Regions from separate parts of the Mus musculus genome. Here regions 2, 3 and 4 are each linked to region 1. The links are chromatin contacts, called in public promoter capture Hi-C maps. All regions are on one chromosome and are shown on one strand. The core of a region is the stretch at or near the end of the contact, and the rest is flanking DNA. Distances in the headings are between cores, read along the strand shown. Region 1 holds the start of Zbtb24 (zinc finger and BTB domain containing 24). Region 2 holds the start of Cd24a (CD24a antigen). Region 3 holds the start of Mtres1 (mitochondrial transcription rescue factor 1). Region 4 holds the start of Bend3 (BEN domain containing 3).

Region 1 (2,827 bases), core at 180-2,679:
CACCAGCAGGCTCTGATTCCTTGTCTTCTGGAGTCTGCTCACTCAGCTTGACACTGTCTTCTTCTTTAAACACAAAGTTTTGTCTATTCTGAACTGAATTGTTCACTCTCAGCTGCAGCTCTCCCTCTGCAGCCAGTTCTGATCTCCCTTCCTGCAAACCATTGGCTTTTCTTGGTCTTCCCCGTTTCCGTTTCAGAGGATCGTTCTTCTTATTGGAAATAACCACCACTGGCGTCCCAGTGCAGTTCAAAGCTGGTGGCTTTGGGGCGCTATGGTTATCCTGGAAGTCTGCGTATGCCTTTACCAGGTCATAGACTTTTAAGAACTGAGCAGTAGCCAGGATCTGCTCTGTCGTTTTCTCACTGGCATGTAGATAACCTGTATAGATAAATTCCAGCAGGATGCCAAAGGTGTCTGCAACCATGCCTTCCAGCATGTAGATAGACTGGCCAATCTCGCCCTCTTCCGCAAACATCATTGAGAAATACTCGCTACTGGCGGCCAGCAAGGCTTTATGGGCTCGGAAATGCACATTCTCCACGATTAAAGTAATATCACAAAGAAAGCCCTTCTTCCTTTGATCCTCCAGACTGGCCAGCACAGTGTCACTGTGAGTGTCTGAGTGTACCATAAGCTGCCCACAAGGCTCCGGGGTTGTGTCTGCCATTTTCTCCAGAAGACTCTGAAGAGGCTTAAATCTGAAATAAAAAATCAATGTTTATTTAGGAAGAAGTATTGCCTAACTAGACTGTTCGTGTTCCAGCTGTCACAACCCAGTTTTTTTTTTTTTTTTTTTTTTTTTTTTACATTATCACCTTCTACACTCTACTTGGAAAGCCAAGCCTTGGGTTCCTCCCCTTGTTGCGGCTACCCTGCTGGATGCCTCTCCAGTACCCACATAACCTCTTACGGTGGGGAATTTCCTCTGGAAATTAGAGAACGGGTTCAAAAGTCTGTACGGCCCTCCGGTCCGTTAACTTTGTAATTAAACTTTCAAAGTGTGGCGGCACAAAGTTGGAGTTGGGGGTGTGCTGCCTCGATGCTACACACGGAATAGCTGTTTCGACTATAGGAACATATATGAGAAATATGGGAACGAACCCACGCAAGGGAGATCTACGGTGAAATAACGCGCGGATTCAGAGGCCCCGCTCTGAGCAGCGGCGCCCGGAGCTCCGTCCCAGGCCTGGGGCCTGAGTCCCGCGGACGTTCCGCGGCCCAAGGCCCCGGGCCGAACCAACCGGCCGCGGACCTACCTGTCAGGGCCGCCCCGCAGGGACTTGCTACGGTCAGCCCACCCGGCTGCCCAGAGGGCACTAACCGGGCCTGTCGCCGGTCCCCGCCCCCGCCACCACTACGCTGTAGCTCCGGACTCCCGGCGTCTGTCAACCCGGAAGCGCGCACAAGGGCCGTAGCATCACGTGACCCCGGAGCCCCGCCCCGAGGGCGGGCTTTGCTGTGGAATCCGGAAAGGGAGGGTCTGGTGCGGAAACCTGCCAATCTGCGGAAATTTACCTCCAGTTACCCCGCTGAGTTTCCTTTAGACCTCAGTAGACACCACATCCGCTGATTAGATGCTGAGCATAAAGACGGCGGTGGCTTCAATCAGCAGATATTTACCTCCTGAATGAATCCTCTTCCTCGCTTTCCTTCCCAAGTTACTCATCCTCAGCTCTGTGTTTATCCATAAAATGGAGGTGTTAACCTACCTGGTACGGTTAGAATGAGCTTAGTAAGTGCTTGGCTTGGCTAAAAAGACCGAAACGACCGCTGTTTTTATTTAGATTTATGGCACTTCTGAGAGACTATTGAGGGTTTCAGTTGTCTCAGGACAGTGTCGCTCCCTCTGAGACCTATGGGTATGGGAGAGTTCTCTAAATAAAAACCTGGGTAGGATCTGCTGTGGCTCTGTGTTCCGGACCAATGCTCCTAAGTCCCGCTCAGATTCGTTCCGGACCTACTCCAACTGTGCCAGCAGCTTCCGCTCAGCGTTTATGCATCGCGTGTACCTAATTATCTCTACTTTGTCCACTTCCAGATTATAAATTTGCCATCTATATTGCCCACAATTTGGAAACTAAAGATGGAATTACCAGCCGGACTCTTTCTTTCTTACTAGTTTTTATTAAAAGTGTAAGACCCCCAAAGCTGGGCCTCCGCTCAAGTCCCGGGATGAGCTGGCCAGCACCCCAGTGTCCCGAGAGAAAACCACACCTGATGCAAACTGCAAGAGGTTTTATTATCAGCTAGCTGAGGACGAAGTGTCTCCCTAAGTGTCTCCGCATTAGAGATCAGGGAAAACAAGCTTGGGGAACGTCTAGGGGCTTTACCTTCCAGGGAGAAACGCTCTAAGTTGGGGTCTCACAAAAGCAGCTCATACCACACAGGTATGAGCTCTGTGGTTTCCCCCTTATCTTTACAGAGTTATCTAGTGCACTCTATCCAGAGCTCCCTCGAAATCGGTCAGATATGTGGGCGTCCGAGTGGGATGCCAGGAGAGCTTTGCTTGACTTCTGCACTCCAGAAGGAACAAGGGTGGTTGTGGGATTGGGGATTTTGTTCAGTGATAGAGCACTGGGTTCTGGATTCTGCCCTCAGCACCGAGAGGAAAATAATAATAATAATGATAATGATAATAATGATAAAAAGACAGAAAGAACAAGGGTCAGTCTTTCAACTTTGCTTTCACATAGGTTTTTGTTTGGTTTTCTGCTGAAAGAATTGCAGTAAAAACAATGCAATAAAAACTCCACAGAGCCAAAACTAGATCAAATTTATCGAATAAGCTGCTATTTAAAGGAGAAACTGGTTATCGGTAAGAGTGTCA
Region 2 (2,827 bases), core at 105-2,604, 2.1 Mb before region 1:
TTCATTTATACAAAGAGCTTTTAGTACAGCAGGTGACAAAAAAACTAAATAATAATAATAATGATGATGAAAAAGGAGCCCAATGTTCAGTCTGAGTCTAGAGGTCCTCTCTAACACCATCAACAAAATTTTACGTTAATTATTAAATTGGCATTAAACAGTTTTTCTCCACCAATCTCCCTTGATTTGTTTAACCAACACCTCCCTCTCAACATTTCGGGGGGGGGGGGCGCCCTGGGGAGAAGGGAATCTGAGTGAGACCAACCAGTTTCACGATGCCCAGCCCCTCCTAGATGGGGGATCGGGTGAACTGAGAAAGGCCCCGGGGCACAGTCAACCCGCAGCGAGAAGACAATGGGGTATAGTTACCCTGCCTGAGAAGGGGAAGACGAAGCGCGCCTCAAGCTCTTGGGCTGCTCTCCCAGGTGAGCCCGGACCCTGGATCTCTAGGGACCAAAAATCCGGCGCTCCCAACTTTTCAGGGGCAAAAAGCCCTAGGGACATCCCTAAGCGAACCAACCGCAGTGAAAAGCTACAGTCGGATTCTCTGAGTCCCGTCCCAGTCTCTCAGGCTCAGCTCCAGGTCTCATTCTGGGCGCGGCGCCTTCACCCTAACGCAGCTAGAGCAGCGCCACCCATGGCGTTGGGGGGCAAGATCTGTACCCGGGACAAATCTAAGAGAGGAAGCGTCTGTGGACTAGGACAAAGCCTGACGGAGAATCGGGACACTACAGTCCTGCCCTCCGTCTCTATAATGCCCGGGGATTCTAGGTTGGGATGGGGCTCCTAAGGTGGCCAGGGATGGAGGTGTGGGGTCGCACCGCGAGAGTTTGTGCAGTCGGGAGGTCCCTAACTAAGCTTCAAGACCTGTGGGAGATAAAGCCACAACCAGGGCTTCCTGGGTGATCTCCAAACCAGTTTGGACGGTGGAGGATGGGCGTGTGCCACGCTCCCCCGAAGGGGACCGTTCCCTCTCTTTGTGTGGTTCGCAGGGAGCGCGAAGACCTTCCGTGAGAAGGGAAGGGGGCGCTCTCTCGAGGGAATCCACACCACGAGTTCCCCAAGTCAGTTACACAAAATTCTCCCCCTACCCCAGTGCCTGGCCGGAGGCAAAGACTTTGCCCCTCCTACGCGCGCGCGAACACACACACACAAGCCCCAGGACGCGTCTCCAGTGCCCAATCGAGAACAGGGTCTCACCTGCGTGGGTAGGAGCAGTGCCAGAAGCAGCAACCCCAGCCCTAGCCTGGCCACCATCGCTCTGCCCATGTCCGCTCCGTCGGCGCGCGGCGCGACTCTCTAGATGTTCGGTAAGTGGAGATCTGCTAAGCTCGCGCGGGCGCAGGCAAGGTGGGGAGCGCGGCCGGCCGGCGGGACCTTATATACCGGGACAGCCACAATAGCCGTGACGTGCGGCGCCCGCCCACCCGTGCTCTCCTCCTCCCCCGCCGCCTCCCCGCCCCCACCCCCACCCTCCTGTGCGGCTCTCACGGCCCCTCCCCCGCCGCCTGCACCGGCCCGGGGTGACTTGGGATGTCCCGGGGCGGCCAGCGCGGCAGGTGGGCGGGCGCCCCGGGCTCTGGCACAGCTAGGGTTTCCCCGGGCAGGCTGCATGCACAGGCGCAGGCGACTCCCACACGGGACCTGGGGCGAGCACACGAACCACACACGCCGGCCGGCCCAAGTTTCCTTTGTTTCCCCGGCCCTGCCATCTTACCCCCCAACACGAAAAGTCGAAGCCGCGGGCGCCGCGCAGACTGCGCGGAGCTCAGGGCTGGTTTTTGTCAAGTGCCGGCTGCAAGGGGGAACGGGACAGGCTTGGCAGGTCCCCGGGCCGTGGTGCGCGGGGTTGGCGAGGAGGAGACCGGGCGTCGCCACGCACTGTCCCTTGGCGGCTGCACGGCAGGGATCGCCAGGATCCCGGGCCCCAGCCGTGAGTATGCTCGGCTGGGCGGCCGCCCCTGGCTGCTTGCTTTGTGTTTTGAGTTCCTCTAGTGCTGCATCAAGCATCGCGCACCCGGCCATACCCGGGAGCATCCAACCGGACCTAGGCAACAGCCAGCTGCGCTCGGCCACGGGGCGGGACATTGCGAGGGACTGGGTTTCGGTCCCAGTATTCTCCACGTTTCTGGGGACGTGCTTGTTCTGCCTCTGTGGCACAGTACTTGCTCAGCGTTCGAACGCTTTCTTATTCAAGCCATTTCCACCCATAGTTGCCTTTAAGTAATTTGACAAACCGATTCAGAAAGATTAGTCATCCGTCTGTACATTTTAGTGGAATCTTTCTTTCGACCTTCTTTTGTGAAAACTTCAAAGCAAACTTTAAAACAACTTAGTGGTAGAATATTTTCTAATCTTTAATCACAGGGTTTAGGACCTTCCTATTTAAAGTTTAGCCCACGTGTTTTACAGACCTTAAAGCAAAACAAAGCAAACCTAGCAACGGTGGAAATTTGTTTAAATTTCAATTTTTGCAGAACAGCCTCGTAAAAACAAAGTTTTATGGCAGCAAGCTGACAATGGACTCCACAGTCGTTGGTTTGTGGCTGCCTGAGCCTTACCAAGTCAGCCACAACCGCTCAGTAACTTTCCACGTGTGAGGTGTGCTTGGGCGCACAGGAATTTTTGTATAGCGCCAGTGAACTTTCTGTTTAACAGTTAGCACACTGTATAGAAAGGTCGTTCTGTGCCCAGCAACGGCGGCGCTCCTCTCCCAGGGTGGCGCAAGGACTGACTCAATAGCGCCTAACCCCAAGGGCGCCGTCTTCAGAGTTTCTTCAGGACAACAGGCTATGGGGCTACTCCTGGAGTTATTCCTGGCTTCCAT
Region 3 (2,827 bases), core at 127-2,626, 2.1 Mb before region 1:
AGACTAAAAGACCTGAGTTCCCTAGGTCAAACATGATGGCAGGTGTTGACCTACAAGTAAATGCAACTGTGTATCCCTCCTGATCTCACAATGTCAACCGTGTAGATGTATCATTTCAGCATTTGAAACAATTTGTAGTTGTGCATTCCTCTTATACAAACACAATCAAGAAACTATTGTGCCAACTTAGGAGAAAGGAGCATCAATGAAAAGGCGGGGAACAGAGCTCACAGACTTGGAAGGGAAACGTCTGAAAAAGAAGAAAATCAGGAAGGCTACTTCTCGTTTAATACAGCATATATCCCAACAAACGTTAACGCAAACATATCTAAACCTGGGCTCCAGAGGGAAGGGCACTGGCTGCTCTTCCAGATGAGCCAGATTCCATTCCCAGCATCTGCATGGTGGTTAGCAACCATCTGTAACTCCAGTCCCAGGAGATGCAATGCCCTCTTCTGGCCTCCTTCAGCATAGAGGCACATGGTACATGCAGGCAAAGACACTCATACACGTAAAAGTATTTACGTTTTAAAAACAAACAAACAAAACAAAACAAAACAAAAAAACAACTTTTGTGAAACTGACTGTACTCTAGTGTCTGGGCTATATTCCATCTGACTCCCAAGGTTTGTTTTCACTGGTTCCACTAAACCGTGTTTTCCTAGACTCTAACCCCTGTCCAATCACTTCTGGCATGGCAAGAAAACTGAACGAAAACGGTGTGACTTAGTTTTTTTTGGGGGGTGGGGGGTCAGGGGTTGATATATTGAGACAGGGTTTCATGTAACCCAAGCTGGTCTCAAGCTTGTTATGTAGCCAAAGACAGGTCAAGTGACTTACTTGATCTTTCTGCCTCCACTCCCCCAATGATAGGATCACACCCAATGTGAGGTATTTTATTTATTCCCATTTATATTTATTTCTTTGTAGCTCAGCCTGGCCTCGAACTTCCTAGTCATGTACCCAAGGAAAACCTTGAACCCCCATTCTTCCTACCTCGGTCTCTCCAGTGTTGGGATTACAGCGATACACCTACACACGGACGGGTTAGAAGTAAACTCTTATATTCTGTGATGTTAAGACAGTTTTCTGGAGACAACATCTATAACTCACTAAGAAGTTCAGGGCTTTGGCTATTCGAGAGAAAGAACTTTTGCTTCCAAACCAAATTCTTCTGGAACTGGCTGCCAAGCTCAGCGGGCCTGGGATGGGCCTCCCACGTCCCCTCTCCCCCCCCCCCCCCCCCCCACCTCACTTCCCCACACCCCGACCTCAACAGCGTGGTCCTCCAAGGCGCCGCGTCCAGCAGGGGACGCTGTGAGGCCACCACCGTGCTCAGATGCGCCTAGGGGTCCACTCTCTGCGTAGGCTGGGGCGGAAGAGGCGGGGCAGGTGCGGAGGTGGCTCCCGCCTGCGGTCGGCGCGGTCCGGGGAGGGACCAGCGGACTGCGCAGGTGAGTGCGCCCCTACTGGCCCGCCGGCTCAGCCCCTCGCCGGGCGCTTCGCCCTCGGCTGGCTTCTGCCCTGCGGCGCTCCGGCCGTGTCTGCGAACCCTTCCCGTTCCGCAGAGTTGGGGTTGCCTAGGGACGCCTCTCGAACCCCGGGACCGTGGGAATTAAGCTGGCCCAGGCTGTGCGTCCCCGGACTTGGGTGCAGCAAGCTGCAGACACACTGACTCGGGGCTGGGCGGCGTGGGAGTGTCCAGTTTCCTTTGACCTTGGGGGACCTGGGGAAGGTTCGGGATGGGAGGGCTCCAGGGGAACTCGATCTTGTGTAGAAGTCCGCTTCCGACGTCCGCAGAAGGGAAGGGTTTCGTAGCTGTAGACCCAACCAACTGGAGGCCAGGCCCGGGTCTTACAGAGCGGTGACACGCTAAGGAACGTGGATCCACTCCCAGCGTAGTGCAGGTCAAGGACAGCTTTGCCTGTGTATCCTAAACACTGCTCTTCTGCCAGTCTTAGCCTTCGTTATAGAGTCTATAGCTTTATAGAAATCTCACCCGAAACGAACCTTACGGGCTTTCTTTCCTAGTCATCTCTAATGCAAACTGCCGTCAAGGAGATTTTTTCATATGGACTCCTGCCGGGTTACTTTCCTACTAAAACTCTCTGTATCTCTCGTGCCGTCTGGGTGACCTCCAGACTTAGGTCTATAAGACTTTTTTAAGGCGGCCTCGTTGTGACTGGCTTCTTACTTTTATAGTGAACGATGTCCTTGAACACGTGAGCTCCTGCCTCTTTCCCAGATGCTTGAATTATAGGCTTGCAACAGCGTTCCTAGCTTCTGCAAGTTTTTAATTACCAGGCACTATTTCTGTGCACGTGAGATAAATAAAACAGGGATGAAGAAGAAGTCTAGTCTTGTGGAGTGTATGCACATGCAGACAGCATCTGGTAAATTACACAGCAGCCTGTGATTAGCTCTGGGGGTGGGGTAAGTGTGGTAAAGGGGACCGATTGGCAAGGTGGAGTTGCGTTGGAATAGTTGGAATGGAATGGGTAGGCCCCGCTGAGGGGATGTGTTTGAGTCTAGACTTGAAGGTGAGTTTCCTTGCAGATACCTAAGTGAGAGTGTTCTAGGCCTGTCTGGAACAAAGGTCCCTAGTTTGTCCAGAATGTGTCCCCCTAGTTTCATGTGTTAGGAATTTGGTGCAGTACCTTTAGGAAGAGCAGGGCCATGAAGGTTCTTTCTGAAGAATGGACAGTCGGTATTAGTGGGTATTAAGGGAGTACGTGGCTTTGTTATGAAAACAAGCTCTCTCTGGCATGCTTACACCATCCTTATCTTCCACCTTGTGATGCAGCAAGAAGTCCTTTCACCAAATGGC
Region 4 (2,827 bases), core at 150-2,649, 2.0 Mb before region 1:
TGCAGTCAAAACACATACACCGAAAATGAAGCTTAAAAACAAAACCCAAACACCTATGAATTAAAAGTGGAAAGTCGCAAAAAGAGAAAAACTGCAGGCATGGAACCGAAACAGAGACAAACCTAAAACCTCTATCTGGGACATTTCCACACGTTCCCCACTCGCCTGGGTTTTCTGGGTCTTTATAGATTTCTGGCACCCTCCCCTCTACTCAGTGACGTGTTACTTGTAGGAAAACATTCAAAAGTTACTTCTAAAAGGAAGTTCTCTGACTTCCAAACAGTGAACATTAATTCTGAGCATCTCTGGTTGGCCTCCACCTCCAAAATACTCCCAAGCGGGCCACCTGAGCGATCAAACTTCTACTTTAGGACAAACTTAAAAAAAAAAGAAAAAAAGAACTCAGATGAGTTGAGTCCCAGCCCACAAGGCCTTCACAACTCCGCGCCTCACAGCCCGAGCCAAGTCTGCGTGGGAAATTACGTCGATCGTGGCGGGCACAAGTCACGAGGGGCGGCGAGCGCCCCGGCCCGGCTCCACCGCCCGCCAGGAAGGCCTCGCGCTCGCTGGGGTGCACACCCAGAGCGCCGCGCTGGACCCGCCTCCAGCCGGGCAGCGGGAACCACGGAGCGCCGTGGAACGGCCCGGGAGGGTGCCGCGCCCCCTGGCGGCGGGGCTCGCCGCACCCCGCTCCCAGCCGCCGGCAGCCTCGCTCCCTCCGCTGCCTCCCCGGGGCAGCGTCCCTCCGAGCGGCGGCTCTCCGGCCTCTGGCTCCCCGCCCTTCTGCTCCCTCTGACACCCCTCCATCGCCGCCACAGGCCGGTCGAACGCGAGCGCTCCGGCGCCGCGCAGTTGCTCCCCGGCGGCCCTCGGCCGCTCCATCGCCGGCCCGCCGGGGGTGGAGAGCCGGCGCGCGGCGCGAGTGGGGCCGGCCTGGCGGCGGCGGCGCGGACCGTTCCACCGTGCGTCCTCCCCTCCCTCCTCCTCCTCCCTGGCCGCGGCGCGCGTGCTCCCGGAACGCCATGGAGTCGCGGCGTTCCGAGCGGGCACAAAGGGGCGCGCGGCACAATGGGGCGCGACGAGCCCGTGGGCGCCCGCTCCCCCTTCCAGCCCGCGCGGAGGCGGCGAGCCGCTCGCAGGCGGCCCCGACCGGGGCCCACACTCACCTGGGACGAGAGTTGTTACTTTGCGGAGCGGGACCCGCGCCGAGTTCGGGCGCCACGTGCGGGGGGCGGGCGCGCGGGCCGCAGTGGGGGCCGAGCGCGCAGGGCCTGGCCGGGGCGGCCCCGCCGACTGGCTGGGGGCGGCGGGCGGGCGGGCGCCGTGTATTTTCCCCTCTCTTTGTGTGTGTCCGTGCGCTGCGCTCTCGCGTGACGTGACGGGACTCCGTGTGTCATTTCCGCACAAGGACACAGGAGCCCCCGCTGCAGTGGAACCTCAAGCCCTCCGCCCCCACCGCGCCGCCCCTCCCCCTCAGCGGGGCACACGCGGGACCAGCGGCGGCGGCGGCGGCGGCGCTCGGGCGTGAGCGACCGCGGCGGGGAGCTGGGGCGCGCTGCGGGGCGGGTGCGCTCGGCCTGCACAGCGCGGCTCCACGTGGGCCCGCGCCGGCTGCCGGCGGACCAGGGCGGCTCTCACCCACGGGAAAGCGCCCCGCGGCATTCTCGGCTACGTGCTCTCCGGGCTGGAGCGTGGCCCCGGCGCCTCTTTCTCTACTTTTTCTCTAACCCCGGGGGGTGGGGGTGGGAGGCAACGCGCCGTGTCTTTTCCGCCCGCGCCCCCCGCTTTTGGGGCGCTCGGCTGTGGCGCCGCACCATCGCACGGACCTTCCCGTGCCACGCCGGGCACAAAGACTTCGGGGTGCGCCCCCCCTCCAGTTCTGCATGGATTCGTGGTTGGGGGGGTATACTGGAGAGCGACCCCGGGCTCTGGGGGAGCCCTGGCCACTCCCCCGGCAGGGTGGCCGCCCTCTCCCGTAAAGCCTGAGTTCCGAGAGCCCAAGTTTTGCCGCTTGAGGCTGCGGAGCGAAGCACGCGCTTGGGGACCCTCATGCCACCAACTCAGAGCCACGGGGCTCAGCGCGGAAAACTGGGAGACTCCAGTCGCCGAGTTAGTTAAGACCGACCGTCTCCTAGTTTCCCGGACTGCAGAGTCGGAGTTGAGAAATAAGAAACCAACCCCTCGCAGTTCTCCAACTTTCGGGGACTTGGGGTGGGGGTGGAGGGAAAAGAAAAGCCCAAGTCAACTTTTAAGCTGCGTGCCTGGTTTTGGTAAACAATGAGAACGGAAAAAAAAATTTTTTTAATCCTTTAATTTGCCGATGGAAAAAAAATGTCTAAAAAGAAAAATGCAAATGATCCCATCTGCTGCCTACAGCTGACTGGCTGCGAGAGAGGACCATGTGGCCCGGCCCGGCGCGGTCAGTGAATACGTAGAATAGATTTTAAAAGGACGTACATGCTGGCTCCTAGCTGCCCAGTCGCGGCCTAAGGTTGGAATTAACGCGTAGTCAGAGATTATTGTGTCTTCACACAAATTGGGAATTTAATCATTACGCAAGTTCCTCGCCTTCTGGTTTGAAATCTAATGGCGCAGAGTTGGACCTTGGAGGGACTGTGGAACGTTCTGGAGAGGTGTTTGGGTTGCAGACTTGGAGAAGTCAGTACTAATTGCTATGCAAAATTAGCTAGCAGCTTGAAGAAAGGAGCCCAGCATCCTAGGGGTGCTTTTATAAGAGAATCTATACGTGCTCAGTGTCATTCAAAACAGGATGATGGAAAGAATGGGCCCGAGATAGCAGCCCTTCAAATTCAAAAGGCTAGGGTCG

What was found. Promoter capture Hi-C pulls out the DNA fragments that hold promoters and counts their contacts. Capture Hi-C pulls out chosen DNA fragments and counts their contacts.
Region 2: a promoter capture Hi-C map of pre-B cells shows a contact between it and region 1, with 3 times the contacts expected there. The contact joins the promoter of Cd24a here to the promoter of Zbtb24 in region 1. A contact is called at or near these places in 1 of 39 promoter capture datasets (pre-B cells) and 1 of 115 datasets of contacts at active chromatin or transcription factors (embryonic stem cells).
Region 3: a promoter capture Hi-C map of liver shows a contact between it and region 1, with 2.3 times the contacts expected there. The contact joins the promoter of Mtres1 here to the promoter of Zbtb24 in region 1. A contact is called at or near these places in 1 of 39 promoter capture datasets (liver) and 1 of 9 other capture datasets (liver).
Region 4: a promoter capture Hi-C map of liver shows a contact between it and region 1, with 2.9 times the contacts expected there. The contact joins the promoter of Bend3 here to the promoter of Zbtb24 in region 1. A contact is called at or near these places in 2 of 39 promoter capture datasets (liver and pre-B cells).

Annotation. Positions count from the first base shown.
Region 1 is chr10:41,448,960-41,451,786 of GRCm38.p6, reverse strand. It overlaps Zbtb24 (zinc finger and BTB domain containing 24), which reads right to left and starts at 1,429. Exons shown (of 7, transcript NM_153398.3): 1 at 1,257-1,429; 2 at 1-698. The coding sequence starts at 667.
Region 2 is chr10:43,577,696-43,580,522 of GRCm38.p6, reverse strand. It overlaps Cd24a (CD24a antigen), which reads right to left and starts at 1,354. Exons shown (of 2, transcript NM_009846.2): 1 at 1,201-1,354. The coding sequence starts at 1,269.
Region 3 is chr10:43,539,567-43,542,393 of GRCm38.p6, reverse strand. It overlaps Mtres1 (mitochondrial transcription rescue factor 1), which reads left to right and starts at 1,376. Exons shown (of 4, transcript NM_026411.2): 1 at 1,376-1,454.
Region 4 is chr10:43,477,712-43,480,538 of GRCm38.p6, reverse strand. It overlaps Bend3 (BEN domain containing 3), which reads right to left and starts at 1,399. Exons shown (of 4, transcript NM_199028.2): 1 at 1,167-1,399.